Regions from separate parts of the Mus musculus genome. Here regions 2 and 3 are each linked to region 1. Evidence: chromatin contacts called from public Hi-C and HiChIP or PLAC-seq data. All regions are on one chromosome and are shown on one strand. Each heading gives the region's core, a stretch centred on a gene start, on an enhancer-like site or on the middle of the called end of the contact. The rest is flanking DNA. Distances are from core to core; before and after follow the strand shown.

Region 1 (4,618 bases), core at 124-2,623:
ATACTGTGGGCTGAGGAACATATCCCTCACACGCCAAAGTCACGTTCAAGTAAGCAAAGCTTTCTCCAGCCTGAGATCAGCAGGTGATGGCCACATGTGCAGGTGTTCTGGAAGCCCAGCTGGCTGGCTTGTGGAAGAAACAGCTCAGGGTTGGAAAATGGTCTGTTCAAAGAGGTAGCCAGTCCACAAGGCTAGGGAAATCTGTACTGAAGGAAAGATCCAACAGGAGATGAGGAGGCCTGTTTCCCATGGTGAAAACAGACACTCTGATTGAGCAAGCTGTGGGAGCCTGGAAGAGGCTTCCTCGATAGGCAATGAGGTCCCTGTCACAGGTAATAATCCTGAGAGTCCAAAGCAGGGAAATCTGGAGAAAAGATCTCTGTGTTTGGTGACAGGCTAGAGAGATGACATCTCAGTCCCCTAAGATGCTTTATTTTATATATGACGGATGGAGCCGTGAGGTGTGTCAGTCTGCGGCTTTCTTGCCACATCTAATCAAGGCAATATTTCTGGATAAAAACCTAGAAGGGTTTTTGGAACATATGCTCGGGAGCTTGAGGCAAGGAGGACCAGGTTGCAGCGTAGGCTCTTAAGGGAACTGTACAACCACAGGTACCTCGGAAATCTCTGCATCCTTGTTTCGTCATCTGGAAGCTGAAGCACAGGTGTCACACAGGGACAGTGTGGACTCTGCAGCTGAGAGAATGCCAAGCACTGGATATAAACAAGTGGCGAGGGCAGATTTGCACTAGCATGCCCACACCCACACACAGGCATGTGCACCCACACATACATGCATGCACTCATGCAGCCAGTGCAGAACCAGGACTGTGCTTTTGGGAGCCCAGCACAAGCACACTTAAGCTATCCTGCCTCTCCATGCACTCTAGTCTTCTTTATTTTAAAATTAAAAAGTGTTCACGCAACGGCATTTTTATTCTCATTAAAGACGATGAAAACTTTATGGCTTCCCCCCTAGAATCAAGACCTGAATTTATTACTGTTTATATTCGGATTTGAGGCTTGCCTAGAACCAACTCATCTTGTGTCCCCCCTCTCTCACACAGGACTGTAGAAAGAGCATGTTTGCGAAGTAATGAGGATGGAGAGTTAGAGGCTGATTTTCTTCCCTTCCCCACTTTTTTTTTCTTTCTTTTTTTTTTTTTTCTTTTTGCAAAGGAAACTCCTCCTCGGAGCTGGCATGGCATTATTAAAAATAATAAAGCAGGAGGTTGGGAAGGAGAAGGTAAATAAGGTGATTCATACATCATCTGCAAAAGACACCTAAGGAAGGCAGAGCGAAATCATTGCCTGTTTGGTGTGCAAGGAGATTCTCATGAGTCAGCGTCTACCGCTTCCGTTCTCCCCCAGCTGCGGCTTCAGGCTTGGCTGTGTCATCGGTGGGTGGGCCAGTTTGTGGCTCCTCCTGATCTGTACATACACATGCGCACGTACACATGCACACGGACACACACACACACACACACACACACACACATGGGCATTAGTGTGTATATGTGTCACACCAATGTGCAAGAGCTACTCTTTTCCAGGACTCAGGACAAGTGTGTGTCCTTGTGTTCAGGGGAAAAACAAAACAAAACAAAACAAAACAAAATAAAAACATGTCAAGAAAGTACTGGAGAACTCACAAACTCAAGAGTCCTCTGAGCTCTGTGAGAGTCAGCTCACACGCCAGGATGCCCTGTCACCTGTTGTGTGTTTTTGCCTTGTGGTTCTGGCAGCAGAATTGAGTGTGTGCCTTTACAGTATCTCTTTGGTCAGCAGTCTTTCAGAGACAGGGTGCACACGTGAGACACGTCCCATTCTGGAACTCTGTAAACCAGAGCACCCTCTATGTGGCTTCACCACAAATGAAAGTAGAGGCTGCCGAAAAGATAGTGGTGACATTCAATAGCCATCACCAGGAACCAGTTGGTGAACCCCATTAAAGCCTGGAAGGAATATCATGGCATCATTTTCCAAATATGCATATCCCTAGGGAAACAAAGGGTATTTTCAGTACCAATAACTTATATTGATTGAGTCACAGGCCATAGCACAGGGGCAGGGGGATTTTGCATGTGCTGAACTCAGAGTCAACCTAAAACATGAACACAGGTGCTGTACCCACTTTTCAGACAAAGAAACTGCGGCACTGGAAGGTCTAGCAGCTTTCCTAAGCTTGCACAACTGGCAAGTGGCAGAGAGGTCTTGCTAATCTACTTCTAGAGCCCTCCCTGGTAATGGCTCCACCTGACGTGCATCAATGCAGGGGCCAGACCCCTGGTCCCTCCTTCTACATCAGCACTCCCTGGCCCATCTGCCTGGAATGTTTTCACATCTCCTTTCTTCCATTCTTTCTATAAATTCTGGGTGCAGACCTTATTGCTAAGCGGTTTCTCCTGGCAAGAGTAGGCAAGGTTCTGACAAAAGCACACTCACCCAATAGGAGTAGTGGCTCAGGCCTGTCGTCCCAGCACCTGGAAGGCTGAGGCAGGAGGTTTCTCACAAGTTGGAACCCAGCCAGAGCTGCATAGGTCTAAGCCAACCACCTCTCAAATAAAAGCTACAGACTGTGTCTAAAACAAAACCTTCACCGAAACCCATGGAATGGGAGAGATTTGGCTCTTTTGTAGCTAGGACTACAGTGTTTAAAAACCCAGGGCTCAAAACAACACACATCCCCCAGAGAAACCAGCAGGCCAGGAGAAGGCCCTGCCAGGCTAGGGCCCAGCTGAGAGTGGATCACATGCTCGGGCCAAGGAAACAGCAGCACTGGCCAAGCTCCCCAGGTCTTTCCTACCCTGCGCTGGCCCAGACCTGCCTGTATCTAGCCAGGAGTGCAGGAGGATGTGGGCAGATAGGAACAGGTCTCTCGGAGCCAGGCTCAGTGCCCCAGCAGGGCCTTGAGTCCCCTGCCAACACGCTTGCCAACCAAGCTGTGTAAACATTGAGCTCTCTGGCAAAGCTGGGGAAGGGGAGACAGAAAGGGCTCCTCATCCAGTGTGGGTGTGGGAGGAGACTGCGCTCCTGGTTTCTTTCCTGTGCGCTCCCTGTCTCCTTCTTCCTCCTGGCCAGAAGAGGCAGAAGGCTCTTAGCGACCACCATGAGCCATGTCTAAGGATGTACCCTGTCCTTTGCTGAACACAGAGCTTGACTCTCCTGCCTACTTCACCCTTCCTTCTCTTCTTCCTCCCTCCCCTTCTTCTCTTTCTTTTTGTACATATGTGTACCTTACCACCACACCTAGGAGTGGGTTTCACCAAGGTGCCATAAGGCCAGTGGCCTGAGTCCTGTGATCACATGTGATGGGTTAGGAACCAAGAAAGATATAGATAAAGGTGTCAGTGTGTTCTCCAGGGCAGCATCCTGCATGGACTTAACTTACTTTTTTTGTTTGGTTGGGTTTTTTTTTTTTGTTTGTTTGTTTTTTGTTTGTTTGTTTTTTGTTTTTGTTTTTGTTTTTTTAAGACAGGGTTTCTCTGTGTAGCCCTGGCTGTCCTGGAACTCACTCTGTAGACCAGGCTGGCCTCGAACTCAGAAATCCACCTGCCTCTGCCCCCCAAGTGCTGGGATTAAAGGTGTGCGCCACCACTGCCCGGCTTTAACTTACTTTTATATATTTCAGGTGAAACGCATTGACCCTAAAGCCATCCACTTGACAGCGATTCTGGAACACTTACTGTGTTCAACCTATAAGCATCAACTCCTAAAGTTACAGAAGACTCCCACCATCCCCAAAAGAAAACATGTCTCAGTCAGTACCCCACGCCATTTCTACTTTCTCCACCTTATTATCTCAAGACAGCCACAAATTTCAGCCCCCAGGAGTTTCCTATCCCATGTGCCACATACAAAGCAGCATGTTGCATCGAGATTCGTTCATGTACTATGTTTTCTAGCTCACTGAATTTTGTTTTCTATGTGCAATGATTTTCTTTATGCTCTATGTTCTGCACCTATCTAAAGTGTATGCACCCATCCATCCCAGCTGACAGGTTTGATGTCCATGGGCCCAAACAGAAGCAAATAGAAAAGATGGATTTTGAAAAAAAAAATATCTCTAGGTTCAGAGTTGGGACATCTCTAAAAAGCCCATAATTACACAGTGTGGTAGTTACTTTTTGATGTTATGATAAATAGTCCTAGGCAACCAACTGAAGAGAAGAGAAGGTTTTCCTGTGGCTCATGGTTTCAGAAGTTTTAGCCCATAGTTGCTTGGCCCCTTGCTCTCAACCTGTGTGGAAGACAGGCATTCATAGAGCAAATGCAAATATCACGCCTGTGTACAGGACTTGGGTCTCTGTGGAGAGGTCCTGAAGCCAGTCTCATATAGATCCCAAGAAAGAAAAACCAAAGGTTAAAAGAGTAGGCCCAAGTTCACTTGGACTCTGTCTTGAAAGTGGGAGGTCAGAAGACTGCTCAAGAGCAATCAATTAAGAGATGATACAAAGAATGGAGGGAGAGGGGAACAGAGATGCTGTGTGGTACCCTGGAGTATGGCTCCCTGGGACCCACAACTGAAAAGTGCTGTTGCATCCTGAGTATGAGGGGGATCTAGAGGGTAAAGAGGACAGCAGGAATAAGCCATGTTCTGTAGGCTACTCCTTAACAA
Region 2 (4,527 bases), core at 1,223-3,722, 340 kb after region 1:
GGGTCTTGCTGGCTGCCAGCCTAGCTCCAGGTTCAGTGAAAGACTCTGTTTCAAGGGGATGAGGTGGAATGATTGGCTAGGACACCCAGGATCCTTATCTGACCAGTGTCTGAACACACACATGTATGTGCATACCTCCTCGCACGCAAGAGTCTAGGAAAGGCATGATGGACCAACTTTACATAATGAAGGATGCGTTCTTTTCTCTCCAAGAAGCATTCCCTGTCTGCTTGCACGCTCTGGAAAACTCAGCAGCGGTTTTGTCATGCCGCAAACAAGAAGCAGAGATACAGGAGAAAAAGACTGAGCACCCATGGGCTCCCGGTGGCCAGCAGAGTTTGGTGTGCACTTCCTGCCCTTTGCTCCCTAGAGTTTTCAGTGTCTGTCTCTTGTGTAGATGACCAACACCGGGCAGCTTAGTAAGGGCAGCTAACACAATGCCTGGGTTCCTCAAAGGACCTTTCCAAGTAGGTGCTATTAATACCCCCACCCCAAGTACCCTCTGGAAGATCTGAACATTAAAGACGGCCAACAGTCTGCCCTAGCCTACATGGCTGATCAATGGCAAAAACCAGGGGGAAGATTCTGTCCTTTTAGAACAAAATAAGTTGATCCTATCATGACGGACATAGGCTGGTATTGCATGGTGGGCTAGCTGCTGGGACCTCATTCCAGCAGATAGGGACCTGAATACTAGCTAGGTGGTCCTAGGCACTGAAGTCCCTCTGCCCCCAGTTTCTCCTGAGTACTATGAAGACAGCCTTTGTGTAGATACAATAACACTGCTGTGAAGGTCAAAGGGCATTTTCCCCACGAAGCCTGGGTGTGCTACACAGCAGGATGCTCCACCCTGATTGGCTAATATTCGCTTGGTCTACTATTATCATAATTTTCATTGTCATTGAAAGAATTTTTTTTCTAATGGTTCTGTGTAAATTCTCACTGGGATCAAGAATAAGACTTCTAAAAGAAGCTGCTTGGGTGGTTCTCGCCAGCTAATAAAACGTATTAAACTGGAAGCGTCCCTATACAGCCAAGCCGCAGAGCAGGCCACTGTTCAGGTAAGTCGTAAAGTCTTCCCTGCAGCCGTTTCGGTGATTGATCCTCAGGCACGATTAAAATTCAAGAGATGTGCTGACGTTTTAATAGAACAAATAATTTAAATACGTGAAATGTGTTAGGTGGTAATAGTTTTTGTAATATATACCAGACAGATTTTTGGGAATTTTCCCCCTCCCACACACCCCCCCCCAAAAAACAGAAAAGCTTTATGGGTGAGCCTGAGGAGAATGGAAAGGGGGAGCTCCTGTTCTGGGGAGAAGCCATAAAATCTGCAGCCACTTGAATCAGTGCACTTAACGTTGAAGAGCAGGCCAGATTTAAAAAAAAAAAAATCAGCCTTCTCCTTTGTGTTTCTAAAAATGCTGTGGGGAAAAAAAATAGCCATTTGAGAGCCAGGAGTGGAGCGATGCCAGCACTCAGGAGGCTGAGGCAGGAGGATTGGAAATTTGAGGTGGCTTGGGCTGCACAGTAAGACACAGATGCATGGACACACATATACACCCACAGGAGAGAGACAGAGACAGAGACAGAGGGGGAGGGAGGGAGGGAGAGAGAGGGCAGGAAAGAAGGAAGGAAGGGAGGGAGGGAGGGAGGGAGGGAGGGAGGGAGGGAGGGAGGGAAGGAAGGAGGGAGCAAGGACTAAGCATGGCATGGTAGCACATGCCTATAGTTCCAGCACTCAGAAGGTGGAGCTAGGAACCAGTATTGTAGATTAAGTTCAAGGATAGCCTGGGTTACAAAGTAAGTCCATACCTAGCTTGGGCTGCTTAGAGGATAAATCCTGTCTCTAAAACATCAAAAGCAATAACACCCACACAAACAACAGAAACAGGATGTAAGATATGGCTTGCCTTTCTTAAAAACAAAAGGAATAATCTAGTGGGGGCTGGAGTGATGGCTCAGTTGGGAGGAGCAGTTGCCATTCCTTTGAAAGACTTGGTTTGGTTCCCAGCACCCATGCTGGGTGGCTCACAACCACCTGTGACTTCAGCTCCAAAGGATCCAACACCCTCTGCTGGTTTCCAAGACCATCCACACACAGAGCAGCATACACATGTAAACATGCACATACGTGCAAAAGCATGCACATGTAAGAATAACTAAAAGAGTAAGCAAATACTAAAAAAATGAATAGTAACTTGAGAAATGGTTCATGATAAGCCGATTCAAAGAAGACACACACATACACACACACACAAACACACACAAACACACACACACACACACACACACACACACACACACACACACACACACACAGAGCCTCTGATTTTATATTGAAACTCAAAATGAAAATTCTTTCCAGTAAACAACTTTCTTCCTGGTTTTCTGTTCAGTGTTAGGTCGGCTGCAGCAGGGAGGGGCCAGTTTCCCTGGTAACAATACTAGCCCTGTGGCTAAACTCAGGCTACCACCCATGATGTCACTGCCCACAGGACATGGCACAATGGGCTTTTGCTGGTACCACTAGCTCTGCAATACCACTGAAACCGTTTCCACCCAACTTCTTTTTTTTTTTTTTAAATCTCTCTAGCCTGTGTTTCATGCCCAGAGACACAGGAAGGTATCACTTTCTAGAAGTCATTTTATAACCCTGTGATTTCCTTGCCTTTCTCCTGTGCCTCCTCCAAATGGAAGCAGTGAGAGGATCCAGGACGCAGCTGATCTGTCCTCTCAGCTGTGGTGAGCCTGTCTAGATCCTGGCCTCTCGAGGACTCTACGCATTTGTGGAATGAGTGGTGGCCCATCCTTGCCATTCTTCAGGAAGTGGGACAGTGCCATGTGGCCACTTCTTCCCCGTCACTCAAGACAACCCAAGTGCCCTGAGACCCTTTTGCCCTTCTGTCTAGACAGGCACAGCAGAAAACATTTACCATTAATTGATTTTGTTTGGGTAATTCCATACATGTCTATACAGTGTACTCTGGATATTCATTCCTCCCCCCCCCCCCCCCCTCTTAGCTGTTTCCCACCTCTGCCAATGGCCCCTCTTCCTAACAAAACTCTTCTGCACAATTCCTGAGCCACCGCTGATTTTTAACCAAGGCCTTCTCCAATGACCACGGGTTTGGAGTTATCCACTGGAGCCTGGCAGGCTCAACAAAGGGGTGCACGGCTGAAAATAACAACCATCCCTCCCAGAATCCACCAGTTCAGGAGCAAAGGTTAACTTTCAGGTTTCTCTCCCAATGTAACGAGCCAATTCAAGCCACATCAAGAGTATGAGGGCGGGTTTATTGAGAGGCAGCTCTCAGATGGATTCACTGATTCATGGGTAGAGGTCAATGGAGTCACATGCCCAGGCTAAAGCAAGGGAGTTTTATTGGTCTTGGGTGTGGGGTGGGTGGTGACCATGGTCACTTTTGGGTGGCTTTTCAGAAACATGGAGACAAGGAGTGATCCGGGCTTTTCTGCTTGAGAGCAGGGGGCGGGGTTTGAGGAAGAAGAACAAACGGGGTTTGTTTGTGCAGGGGTGGGGGTTGGGGGTGGGATGAGCAGGTGGGATGTTTTAAATTTAGAGTCTTTTAGAGTTCAAACGATCAGGTAAAACTTCTTTCTGATGAAAATGAGAATTTTGAAAGTGCTTGTTTCCTCCAACCAAAGATTTATGCCAGCAGGTCAAAGACCTGTGTTCGCTTTGTAAAATTCGTTTGGTTTTGATTTTCTCTTGTAGAAAGTGGGAGATCTAACCAGCTCTATTTCAAACCCAGGACCCAAGCACCCTTCCTAGTAGGGACATTGAAAGAAAAGGCCACAGAGACCTCCTATGTGGAAACCATTTGAGTAACAAGAAGTGTTTCTGGATAACTATGAGTCTGTTCATTTTCAGACTGGTGTGTTGCAACCTGTCCCCTCGGTCAAAAGTATTGACATCCATCTAATGACACAAGTAGATGTCATGTTCTCCATATCACTCATCCTGAAAGCTTAAGTTTCCTAGATAAGAGGTGCAGGCAAGATGAGCAGGCACACGGTGTTCTCTGAAGCAGGCTGGCCTCTACGCCTATACATGAAGACGTGTGTGGTGTGTCTTAATCACGAATGTGGCAGTTAGCAGGCTGCAGGCTACTTGCTGTCTTCATACAGGCACAGAGGGGAGAGATCTGCGTGAAGTTCAAGAGGAATCAAGAATTGGCATCGTTTTCTGCTGATTTCCCAGAGAGCAAGAGTCTGGTGAATTCCAGAAGGTGCCATGCTGGAGGGCACACAAAAGACTAGCTAAGCACTCATCACTACCAAGAGGGCAAAAAATATAAGGGCTGATGGATGCTGGTCTGGGGGATGTTGGTTTAGGGGATGCTGAGCTGGGACTGCCATTAGTACCCCCTGTAGAAATGAACTCAGTTCTAAGAACAGCAGCATCCTGTGTGTCACCGACCAAAGAACACAGAAGTTTCAAGATTCTGTTGGCCACCCGGCTCATCTGTCAGACTGAATGGACTGCATTTTAGGGACATATCCCTA
Region 3 (4,979 bases), core at 772-3,271, 390 kb after region 1:
TAGCAGGTATCCTATGCATGTGTCTTGGAATGGTTTCGTTCACTTTCACTATTTATTTTAGGTAGTTTTGTCATTCATTTTGATCAGGACACATTACTTACATTGTACCTTCTTTCTCTCTGTTCAACACTCCACAAAGTCAGTGTCCCTCCTAAGCCCTTCACTAGGAATAATAAGCCCATCTGCGGACAGAAGAGTCTTTCTTCATCTGGCCTTCTGCATGCCAAGCGCACCACCAGAGCTGTGGCCTAGCTCTTACTTGGGCTTCCCGAACCTGCTTCTTCCTGTTTCTCTGTGGCATCTCAAACCCTCGCCACCAGAGTGTAAATCAAGAAGTTTGCAGTGATCTGGCTTTGCTGGCGGTGCCTTAAACCCCAGGCGAGTGGTTAACCAAGCAGCCCCCACAGAAACTGCAAGGGTGGGCTCCCCAATGGGGAGGCAAAAATTCTTTCTATGAAAAATGCAAAGCACGACCTCATAAAAAGAAACCCACCGCAGGAAGATGGAGACATGTCAGCTCGCATTAAAACGAAACGGGAAGATGAACATTGCGACCATCTGGCAAAAGACCCTCCCTAGGAAAACATAAAAGTTGCCAAGGAGTTAAGACAAGACCTCAGTGAGAATCGCTGAACTCCACATGGCTCTCTTTGCACTTGAGTCAAAACTTGGAGTGAATTCGGGGGCCGGGTGTTAGGGACGAGCTGATTGTAACGGTGTATTCCCTCGGTGCTGTGCAGTTGTCTCTGTTTGGCTTGGAACTTAATTGCCTCATCATGCATTAGAGTTTGTAACACATTTGGAAGGAGGTTGGAGTCATAATCACACATAAGCAGACGAATAAAACAATGCAGTGTAAAGTTTTATGGCAAGAGAGGCTGGGTCCTATTGCAGGAGCAAATGCCTCTGAAATCTCAGCAACTGGCAACAAAGGCTCATTTCCCCCACAGTCAGTAGGAAGGCTGGCAGGGAAACTCAGGTGACCATGGTCAACACAGGGACTCGGAAGGGAAAGGGCAAGACTCACGTGGACAGCACATTTCTGGATTCTGGGGCCACAAAAGGAGGGTGAGGTAGGGCTCACAGTGACTCTCAAATTCTTTCCTCCTGGACATGAAATATGTGACTGTTGGTCGGATTCTATTGGGTGAACCAAATCACACAATTCCCCGTTATTAAGCGGAGTTAGGAGGTATCTCTACCCTGTGTTCTGAAATAGGAACGCTGTAGTGTTTGATGGTAGCCAGAGTGACCAGGAAGATTCGATTATGGAGGCCCTAATATGTTGGAGCTCTTCCTTCACTTTATATCGTCTAAGCTTATAACCGAGGTGAGAAGAGCCAAATGGCGAAGGCCAGAATTCCAACGCCCTGTCTTAACTAAAAGTGACAGGGGAGGTCACTCGCAGCTCTCCCATACAGAGTTCAGAATTAGACAAGCTTCATCTTGTCCCCCTGAACTCCTTAAAGGAGACCCTCCCTGAACTCGGTGTGCACCTCTGCTATCATTTATGTGTACGGTGGGCAACACTTAGCGACATCCTAAAGACCAAGCTGCCCGTCTGAAATGGCCTATGCAGGGGGGGCTAAATGTGTTAAGATCCAAAGCCCTGGCTGGCTGGTCATAGTTCATGCAGGAGGTATCTGCTCTATACCTACGAATCCTATGAAGATTGGCCAGGGGCCAGGCACACTGCTTCTTTGGTCTATTTTCAACCCTTCCACAGGTCTAGAAAATGCCCCCAAGAAGTCTCCATTGCTAAGCACCTGCTTGCCCCAGTCCTGTGCCAGGGTCTCACCCTTCCCCGTTTAGCTCTCAGATCAAATCCATGCACTTGGTATTGTCTCTACGCTACAGCGGGGATGCTACCCCTTGTCAGCAGCAGACACGGGGCTGAAGCAAACTGACTTTCATGTTGCTTTCAATTGTGCTCAATTTTTTTCCCTTTTTCAGATGCCTGTCAGGGAAGCAGATGTGTCATAAGCTCCCCGGTGTTTAACCCACCAGCCAACACTGAGTTAAGAGGTTCTGAGGCCTGAGGCTACAGTTGACAATGCTAGCATTCCACCTGGCCCCGGCGGCTTCATTTCAACAGACCGATTGTGACATAAACCACACCGTTGTGCTTATGGAATTTCTCACGAGTGGTCTCCCGGCGCTCGGTTTTGAATCTTGTATCGACTCTCCCTTTGCTGTTCAGCCAACATCTTGAGTCTTTTTTTTTTTTTTTTTTTTGCTAATGTTTCATTCTGAGTGAAGTTGCCAGTCAGAGTGAAACTGAGGTAGGGAAAGGGGTCTTAACCCGCAGGAGTGGGAGGAAGCAATCTGCTTTGTCACTCATGTAGAGCAAAGTGTCAGCCTTAGACCAGAGGCAGATAGATGACATGAGAACCTACTGGGCAAGGCAGCTCTGTGTCTTATATGGCCTGCATTGGCGGGGCGGGAGGGGAGGCGGGCTTAGCTTCCTGGTAATTGTTATCTGCCTGTCCGTCTAAACTGCCTGCCTTCCTTCCTTCCTTTGTTCTTTCTTTCCTCATTCTCATTCTCTCCTCCATTTCTTGTGTTCCTCTTTTTCTTTCTCGTTTTAAGCAAGGGCCTTAAGTAACCTAAGCCGGCCTTATACGTCCTGTGAAACCAAAGATGCCCTTGAACTCCCGATCTTTCTGCTTCCACCTCCCAAGTGCTAGGATTAAGGGGCAAGCATAGTCTTGCCTAGCTCATGCAGTGCTCGAGATGAGCCCAGGGCATGTCAGGCAAGTACTCTACCAACTAAGACATTCCCAGCTCCTTGGGTTTCTGAGCTATCTATCCATTAATATGCCCCCCCCCCATTTACATGGACTGCAGTGTGAGAAGCCTGGCCCATTGAAGAAACCAAGGGACAGGGTGATTACAATTTTTGTCTAGCTTCATATCGCTGACGGGAAAGTTGGGAATGATTCCAGAATATAAGATCCACCTCCCTAGGCCACACCACTGTAGAAATGACCACAAGAAGCAGCTTTTCAATAATCACCTTAGAGAGAGCAGGAAGTTTCTGCCCAGTACTCCTCTGGGTCTTCTTCCTCCCAGAGCACTTGGGAACCACGGCCCCTGGAATGTGTACCAAGAGCTCCTGCGATAAAGTTGTTGCAAATCTAGAAGGCTGAAAAAATGTGAGTGGTGTGTGTGTGTGTGTGTGTGTGTGTGTGTGTGTGTGTGTGTGTGTGGTGTATGTCTGTGGGTGTGTCTATGTATGTCAGTGTCTATGTGTCTGTGCCTGTGTCCTTGTATACCTACATATGATAGTATTCACGCCTCTGTGTGAGTTTCTGTGTTTGTGCGTCTGTCTGTGGTGTATGTCTGAGTGTTTCTGTATATGTCTGTGTCCATGTGTTTGTTCTGTGTGTTTGTAGGTGTGTGTTAGGATCCACATCTCTGTGTCAGTTTATGTGTGTGTGTCTGTGTGTATGTATATTTGTAAACACAACAACCTTTTTCACTACTGTATAATGACTATATAAGAAGAGCTCATTTGAAAAGGAAATTATTAATTTTATTGTTTGTTTTCTTTTGGTTTTAACATAGGGTATGATTATCTAGTCTAGGGATCCACTTACTTCAGCCTCTGCATTGCTGGTGCTGTAGGCATGTGTCATTCATTAGATCAGGCTCAAATAAATTACCTTAATTAAAAGGAATTAATGATGCCACCTAATTTTAGGAAATCTGTTCTCTTTCTCTTAAAATAAAAACTAGAATCATCTAAGAAAATTCTGTCTTCTGACACAGAAAACTTGATCAAGGTATACATGGGGGACTCTACTCATCCTTTCTGAGCCTCTCATAAGAATTTGGAGTTTGGAGTCCATGATACTCTGTATGCTGTTATGAATGGCAAAATCATAAATAGCAGCATGCAAAGTCAGTATCCTATGCTAAGAGTGACCAGGGGGACGAGCCACTTTGTTATGGACTGCATGGGACCTCCCATCACCAAACACTGATTTAGCATAATATCCCAGTCTTCTCTGTCTCCACAGGCTGTTTTAGTTGGGTTCACTTGAAAAGTTTCTAGCGGTTGCAGACACTAAAGCCCACAAGGGCAATGGCTTTCATATTTCAATCCTTGTTGTAATCTCAGGGCTTGGCATGGTCAAGAATAAATACTCAACCTATATCTGTGGGAGAAATCAAATCAGGTATCTTAACTCAATCAATATCCCAGGTGGTAGAAGGGACAGCTTGAGGATCAATTTGCTTATTTTTCGTCTGCCAAATTTTCTACATCCACTCAAAGGGGTAAAGCTGTGCCCAGAGAGGCATATGTTTCAATAACATTGGTGGTTAAGCGCTGCTCCCTCATTCCAAAGACAGGTGTTTGAAGAATTTGCAGTGTCTGTAAAATAATGGTATAGTTCCCAGTTGCAAAGACTGGGTTAGACATAAATGTGCCCTAATAACTGTGACTGTCGTCAGATGTATAAAGTGTCACAGGGTAAGAAAGTGAGTTAGGTGGTGGACAGGGAAAGGATGAGTGAATGAAAAGTCAAGGCCAAGTGTTTAAAGATCTCTGAGGGTTACAGAGTATGGCACCAGCTTATAAGGGGAAACCGGGATAATGAGAACCAGTCCAAAAGAATAGCTGGGGAAGGGGCAACCAACTCGAAGGGAAGACTGGCTCCAAATGTCACAGGGGAGAGTATTCTGTGGTGGATGGGTGGGTGGATGGATGGATGGATGGATAGATGGGATAGATGAATAGGTGGATGGTTGGATAGATGGATGAGTGGATGGATGGATGGATGGATGGATGGATCCATGGATGGATCCATGGATGGATGGGATAGATGAGTATATGAATGCATGAGTGGATAGATGGATGAGTGGATGGATGGATGGATGGATGGATGGATGGATCCATGTATGGATGGGATAGATGAGTAGATGAATGCATGAGTGGATGGATGGATGGTCCCCTGAAAGAGCAGCAAGTGCTG

The links. Hi-C and Micro-C count contacts between places; a contact is called where the count stands out from the background. HiChIP or PLAC-seq counts read pairs in DNA pulled down with a chosen protein or histone mark.
Region 2: a contact with region 1 is called in an H3K4me3 HiChIP or PLAC-seq map of bone marrow-derived macrophages, with 2.3 times the contacts expected there. The contact joins two enhancer-like sites. A contact is called at or near these places in 1 of 484 Hi-C or Micro-C datasets (bone marrow-derived macrophages) and 1 of 115 datasets of contacts at active chromatin or transcription factors (bone marrow-derived macrophages).
Region 3: a Hi-C map of Th1 cells shows a contact between it and region 1, with 2.1 times the contacts expected there. The contact joins two enhancer-like sites. A contact is called at or near these places in 2 of 484 Hi-C or Micro-C datasets (Th1 cells and Th2 cells) and 2 of 115 datasets of contacts at active chromatin or transcription factors (microglia and regulatory T cells).

What each region holds. Positions count from the first base shown.
Region 1 is chr8:115,615,321-115,619,938 of GRCm38.p6, reverse strand. It overlaps Gm39256 (a long non-coding RNA gene), which reads left to right. Exons shown (of 2, transcript XR_879215.3): 2 at 1-4,618. Among named protein-coding and RNA genes, the nearest start is that of Gm39256, 27 kb to the left of the region's middle. Within about 2 kb of position 1,373, at least 65 of the 459 cell types and tissues checked have an H3K27ac peak or open chromatin away from gene starts, as enhancers often do. A contact at or near this core is called in Th1 cells, Th2 cells, bone marrow-derived macrophages and 1 more, where this site is marked.
Region 2 is chr8:115,274,431-115,278,957 of GRCm38.p6, reverse strand. The region is part of intron 8 of Wwox (WW domain-containing oxidoreductase); the gene reads right to left. Among named protein-coding and RNA genes, the nearest start is that of Gm39257, 320 kb to the right of the region's middle. Within about 2 kb of position 2,472, at least 51 of the 459 cell types and tissues checked have an H3K27ac peak or open chromatin away from gene starts, as enhancers often do. A contact at or near this core is called in bone marrow-derived macrophages, where this site is marked.
Region 3 is chr8:115,224,468-115,229,446 of GRCm38.p6, reverse strand. The region is part of intron 8 of Wwox (WW domain-containing oxidoreductase); the gene reads right to left. Among named protein-coding and RNA genes, the nearest start is that of Gm39257, 270 kb to the right of the region's middle. Within about 2 kb of position 2,021, at least 36 of the 459 cell types and tissues checked have an H3K27ac peak or open chromatin away from gene starts, as enhancers often do. A contact at or near this core is called in Th1 cells, Th2 cells and regulatory T cells, where this site is marked.